Linked DNA regions of Rattus norvegicus: region 1 is linked to region 2. Evidence: chromatin contacts called from public Hi-C data. All regions are on one chromosome and are shown on one strand. The core of a region is the stretch at or near the end of the contact, and the rest is flanking DNA. Distances in the headings are between cores, read along the strand shown.

Region 1 (3,032 bases), core at 28-2,527, 360 kb before region 2:
ATCAATACTGCTCCGGACAGCGACGTCCGCGGGCTCTGGGGGGGCCGGGGCCGGGGCCGACTCCGATCCCTCTCCCAGATCTATCCATCTCCATAGGCCCTTCTTTGAGGCCTACAGCTTCTGCCTAGCCTTGAAGCCTAAGATGGCTATTTGCAGACAGGTCCTGCTTTCTTTTGTTAGCTGTAGAAAGCCAGGGCGAGCGGGCCGAGGCTGTGCCCCCGGCCGCCGGGATCATTTCGCAGCCGATTATCGATGTTAAACCTGCCCGCGCTAATTTTGAGTTGCACGAAAACTGCTCAGAGTCTGTGTGTCTCTGTGTCTCCGCCTGTGCTAGAGCGGCAGCGGCGGCGGCGGCGGCGGCGGCGCTGACTCGCGGGCGGGCGCGGGGCGGGCGGGCGCGGGGCTCGGCGGGCGGGCGAGCACTCTGCTCGCCCGCGCTCCCCGCCGCGCCGCTCAGACCCCGCGGGGCCGGCCGGACACCGGGCAGGGCGCTCCCCGCCGCCGGGCCGCACCGCCCGCCCAGCCCCGCGCCCGCCGCGCGCACGCGAGCCACCAGGCCGAAAACAGCCCCGCCGCCGGCCGCCTCCGTGCCACCGGCTGCGAGCGCCGAGAACGCCGTGTGCCCGGCCGACCGCCCCCCCGGCCCCGGGCGCCGGCTCCCGGGCCGGAGCAGACTTTTCCGAGCAGGCCAGCGAGAGGGAAATACAAATTAAAACTTCCACTCACCTTCGCGAATCCGCCTAAAGTAGTGACTCTGGTGTAGAGCCCGTGAAGATCCAGCTCCTTCCCACCCACCGCAGGGATCTTCTTAAACGGCGACCTGCGGGCGACAGAAAGCCCCGCACTTGTCACCGGGACCCCGCGCCCGCCGCGGGCCCCGTTCGCCCCGGCTCGCCCCGGTGCTGCCCCCCCGGTCCTGCTCTCACCCTCTGCTGTGGTGGAACTGCCGCAGCTCGTCCAGGAAAGCCAGTCCCTTCCTCCGCTCGTCCGGAGGCGCCTTCCCCGTCGAGTTTGCCATTATTTTGCCAAAGGAGGTCTCCCGAAAACCCAGATCGCGGTTCAAACGCGGCCCCCGCTCCCCGCGCTCCCTACCAGCGCCCGGAGCCCATTCCTCGGCCGGCGGTGGCGGGGCTCAGTCATGGGCCGGCGGTGGCGGCGGCGGCGGCGGCGGCGGCGGCGGCGGCGCAGGGAGGGAGGAGGGAGGGGGAGGAGGCGAGGAGGAGGGGAAGGAGGGAGCGGGAGGCCAGGGGGAGCGCAGGGCCGGAGGGAGGGGAATTTCTAAAAAAGTTTAAAGAAACGGGAGCGAAACTAGAGGGGCAGGCGACGGGCGGCCGGGCGCGGAGCCGCGGGGCGAACGCGGCCCCCACCCTGCCTCGCCGCCTCCCGCGGCCCGGCTCTGGCCGCCTCTCAGCGCCGCCGGCCCTGGCGGCTCGGCCCGGGGACGCGATTCAACATGGTGCTGCGGCCGGGGGCGCACGAGCCGGCCGGGGGCCGGGCGAGCGGAGGCGAGGGGCCCGGGCGGCCGCAGGCCTGGGAGTTTCGGCGGCGGCGGCGGCGGCGGCGCGGCGGGGCCGGGGCAGGCGGGGCCGCGTGGGGAGGGGGAGGTCTGTGTGGTGGCTTGTGGAGAGCGGGGTGACAGCGTGGATCCGGGCCGCGGCTCCGCGGGGCCCTCGCACACATTCACGCGCGGCGGCGGCGGCGGCGGCCCGGGAGTCCCCGGGCACAGGCTCCGGCGGCAGCCGAGCCGCTGCGCGCCGCCCGCCCGCCGGCCTGCCTGCCCGCCAGCCTTGCTTCTCAGCCGCCGCCACGGCCGGGCCGCCAGCGCCGCACAGCGCCCCCCGAGGGCCGGCCGCGGCACTGCGCCTGGCTCCACACGGTCGCGGCGGCTCCTCGCGGGGAACAATAGACTCGGCTCGCCCGGCTTAGGGTTCATCTGCAATGTGCAGCACATTTCACACGCACACAAAGCGGGCGGAAAGGGGGGCGGCGCGGGGAAACGGCCACTACCGGTTGTTCCGGGGTTAGGGGTGGAGGCGATGTTCGCGTCCCCCGGCGGACGCCCGCCGGGCCTCCCGCCACACGGAGGCTCGCACGGCGGCGCAGCCCGGGCGGTCGCGGAGAAGTCCGCTCGCCCCCTCTGGAGACGTTTCTAGCAGGAGGCGTCGGCCTCTGGGCTTCATGCTTGAAGGAAGCCCGATGAGCACATGGTCCATGATGGGGCCGTAAACTCACTTTGACAAACTGTGGGATCAAATAGGCTGGGAACTGCCTGCCCTACTTTAGTGGAGATAGAGTAAGGCTTTTAAGTCGTCCTCCCGTTTTTGGTCGGTTTGGTGCACCCAACAGGAGGTATGCAAACGGTCATCGCGCCTGTTGGGGAAATAACCTCCCAACTTTGAGAATAACATTGCTTATGGAGGGTTTTTTTTTTTTTTTGCACTCGTATCTGAAAGAGGGCAAAATGTTTTCACCCCTTCAGTTTTCTGTGTTGATTCTTTTTTTTTAAATGTGTAAATAGGGAAATAAAAATTTTTATTCTAGAATAAAAGCACCACTTAAATTTGTATCGACCGGGTGTTGGAACCCTCCCCGGTTTACAAAGGTTGAGCATCATGCTTCCCCTTTGGTGTATTAGGATTCCCATTTTAGAGACAGCCACTGGTGGCAAAGTCACTAGCCCAAGGTCACAGGATAGTAAGAGTCAGGATGGGTTATTTCAGGTAGTCTTTTCCGATGGGAGCACCTATCGGGTGACGGGGAGGGGAGGGAAAAAAAGAATTATGTAATACAGCGGAGCGTGCTTCCGGTGCTCACTCTAGGAAACGGATTTATTTCCCAAGTAAAGTTTATGTCTTCCACGGGGTCGGGATAAGGTGTGGCTAGGAAATTCCTGACACCCGAGGACCAGTGAGTGCCTCGCAAGCCTGTGAGGGGCGGAGACCCTGGCCGTGGAGGAGGAGAAGCCGGCCGGCCGGGCCTGAGGCGAGGCGCGCGGGCGAGCGGGGAGGGCCGGGCTGAGCCAGCCGCCCCTT
Region 2 (3,398 bases), core at 287-2,786:
ATTAACAAACCGCGTAATAAAACTTTGTATCTCATTTTCTCTTGGCCTTTTATCAAACTAGAGCCAGGCGTCATTTCCTTTTAGTACACCCCACCCAGGGGCACCCACCACATCCTGAATTCAATGTTCTTCTGAAGGATATCAGTGGTGGCTACTTGAGGCCTTGTGGCAGCCCCTCCTGAGGAGGTTTTCTCTACTACAGTATCTTCTCTTGTTATATAAATGCATCATTATTTTGAAAAGATAAGAGATACATAGAGGGAAAGAAATGTGACCGCTGCCCCCTGGCTGAACACCCAAGGACACTAATGTTCTAGGTCTTTTAGGGTTTTCATTATTTAATGTTAACATCATCTTTGGGGAAGAAAAAAAATCCCTAGACTGTCTCAAACATCAGTGCTGGGAGGACCAGCGGGCTGACATTCTCTGGCTCCAGAAAAACACCATCTAATTTATTGATGATTTGCATATGAGGCCAATGCAGCACTTGCTCGGGGGTGGGGGAGGGTGGGGGGTGGGGAGGGTGGGAGGTGGGGCTCATGCCCAGCGCCTGCTCTGTAGCGGGGACCAGTCTAGCTGTAGGCTCGGCTTAGTCTAGGAAGTCATGTTGACTGAAGGGTGTGGGTGGGCCTGAAACGGCCAAGTCTGAGAAATTCTGGTCAAACATCCTTCACTGTGCTCCACTGGCATAGCGCCCTCAGGAACGCAGCCGAGATGGTTGTTTGCTCTGACACTCTTTAGTGGAGCAAGGGTCTGGGAAGCTCTACCTGATTCTGTGTGGAAGCAGGGAACTGGCCCGTGCAGAGCAGCAGCCCCAGGGAGGCTGCCCTGACGGACACTCGGCTGTCTCGGGTTTCCAGCCAGTGGAAGAGAATTAAAAACATACATCAGTATCTCTAGCCAGAATCGAAATCTCTGCGATTGTTAACAGTAAGTTTACCTGAAGTCAAAATAGGGACAGGCCATGGGTGCTGTAGTCACCTATCGATTGCTCATAATTAATCTGGGAAATACGCCCTTACCCACTAACTTTGAAAGCTCAGGAAACAGCTCACTGCCAAGCAGTGGCTTATCAAAAAATTTAGTGTTAAACAGCCTGCTTGGCTCGGAAATATGCTGCTTTAGTAGCCTGAGAACGAGTTAAGTTTTTTCCTTTAAAAAAAAAAAAACGCATTTTCATATTGAAACAGCATGATTTGCGCATGACCTACTTTCACTTATCTGGAAAAGCACAAATATGGACTCGATGAAAGGAAGGGTTGTTTTCTGTGCAGCAGGATTAAAGTTATCTCGCAGCTAAGGATGGAGCCCCTTCCTGGGAGGGGAGTGCTGTCTTTGCTTTGAGAAGGGCCTTGACTGGTCACACTGGAGGGGGGGCGGGGATAAAGCCCCAGTGAAGAGTGTGGATGCACTGAAACCCAGTCGGGGTCTCGGAGGGGGTGAACAGAAACCTGGCTATGAGGGAGGCAGAGACTCAGGGCAGAAAAAGAGGTGGGAGTTGTTGAATGTGGGGATGGAATGCAGGGAAGAATGCACGGGGGCGTCGGCCTGCACGCGGTGATGAGTTCTAGGCATGTGCACCCCACTGCACAGCGGGATGAAAGGCGCTGCAAAGAATTTACATCTTGAAATTAAAATCCTTCCTAAGTTGACCTCCATGCTGGAGGACGTTAAGGAGAGGGGGCGCTCTGTTGGTGCTGTCCTGGAACAGAAAGGAGATCACAGAGGAGGCAAAGTATAAGGGTGACCAGAAGTCTCATGAAAGCAAAAAATGGAAGCCAGAAACTACTTTGGAAAAGGAAGTGTGTGGTCAGAACAGCCTCTCAAGGAGGTTCCCTGCCTCCAGAAGATCAGAAGAGCATCAGGTCCCATGAACTCATCGACTACAGTACAGGAGGCCATTCTGGATAATGTAGTGGGGGCTGAGGATCACAAAACGGGGCAAGGGTCCGGGTCCTCAAAGCCTGAAAAGGCCAAAGAAGATTCCGCTGAGAACTTCTGGAAAGGCCTTGGCTAGCTAACATCTTGAAGTTAACTCAGTCAGACCCATGTCAGACCTCTGACTTCTAGTACCAGAAGACACAGAACCCTACTTTAACCTACTAAGCTTGTAACAATTTGTTAAGTTGCAATGGAAAACTATTATATCAAGTGTCCTGTTTGCACAAAATACAAGTGGTGCTGGACTGTGGACAAACCCACAGTAGGGCCTTGCTTATCAGGCAGTCACTGTGCCCTGCCACTTCTCAGTGTTTTGGGAAAACTATTCAAAAACTCCCATGGTGATTATTTCTAATATCTCGGGGATCATAGGAGATGTCTGTTCTTGACAACACTAAGTCTGAGGTCATGGCATCCCACTGTAACCCCTCACTGCCAGTGTGATCTGGGTAAGTCATTTCACCCCTTCAAGCCTCAGATCTCCATTAGCAAAAGGGAGATTAAGATTTGTTAAATTAAGCTATATAACTATGTAACCGCCATATACACACATACACACGGAAACACATAGCCCTTAGTACAGAGACTGGCATATGTTAGGCATGTAACACACTACTGTTAATGACTTCTAGATGCATGGGGACGGATGCTATGCAAGTCTGTGGCAATGCGTAGTTCACAGTGCTAACAAGGGCCCTTTCTCAAAGGTCTGTTTACTTAGCCATCAGTGATAACCTAAGAGACATAAACTACAGTAGGTGGGATTTCTGTTAGATGTGAAGAGGAAGGGCTTCTATAACTACTGCATGTGCCTGCGTGCACACTCAAGTGCACAGGAGCATGCAAAGTCCAGGGCTGACATCTCGTGTCTTCCTCAATCTTCGTCTAGCGTCTTTGAGGCCTGGTCTATCATTGAGCCCAGAGCTGCCCAGTGAGCTCTAGGGATCCTCCTGTTCCTCCCTCCCCAACATTGAGGCACAGGTGTTAATGACAGTGCCTGGCTTTTTACATGGGTCAGGTTTCTAGTTCCGGTCTTCATGCTCACACACGAAGCACATCACAACTGAGCCATCTGCTGAGCCTTTCTGTATAATTAATAAACACATACAAACTACTGCTTGGACCTTTTGCCCGGAGGCCTTTAATTGCATCACATTCTAATCTGCTTTAGAGACAGAGGTATGGCTCCGTGGGTAAACTATTTCAGTGGGTGGGCTGACCTGTCCCCCATCCTGCCACCCAGGACACCTATGCGGTACTCACGGGAGCAGAACTTCTTGTATGTTGTTCCAGATCGCCTTTCCCCCCATGATGATCGTCAGCTGTGTAGTCAGTTCAAGGAGGCAGCCCCCCGGGTCACACTGGCGTGTCACAAAGAGAGCAACATTTAGATTCCAGGTGCATCAACTTGCAAAGAAGCGTTAGATTAACATCTCTGTTTGTTCTCTCAGCTAAAA

What was found. Hi-C and Micro-C count contacts between places; a contact is called where the count stands out from the background.
Region 1: a contact with region 2 is called in a Hi-C map of Schwann cells, with 5 times the contacts expected there. The contact joins the promoter of Arid2 here to the enhancer-like site in region 2. A contact is called at or near these places in 2 of 12 Hi-C or Micro-C datasets (Schwann cells and mammary epithelial cells).

What each region holds. Positions count from the first base shown.
Region 1 is chr7:129,324,616-129,327,647 of GRCr8, reverse strand. Arid2 (AT-rich interaction domain 2) reads right to left here and starts at 1,277. Exons shown (of 21, transcript XM_345867.10): 1 at 927-1,277; 2 at 727-820. The coding sequence starts at 1,018.
Region 2 is chr7:128,968,114-128,971,511 of GRCr8, reverse strand. Ano6 (anoctamin 6) reads right to left here. Exons shown (of 20, transcript NM_001401001.1): 15 at 3,205-3,302. Among named protein-coding and RNA genes, the nearest start is that of Ano6, 160 kb to the right of the region's middle. Within about 2 kb of position 1,536, at least 11 of the 93 cell types and tissues checked have an H3K27ac peak or open chromatin away from gene starts, as enhancers often do. A contact at or near this core is called in Schwann cells, where this site is marked.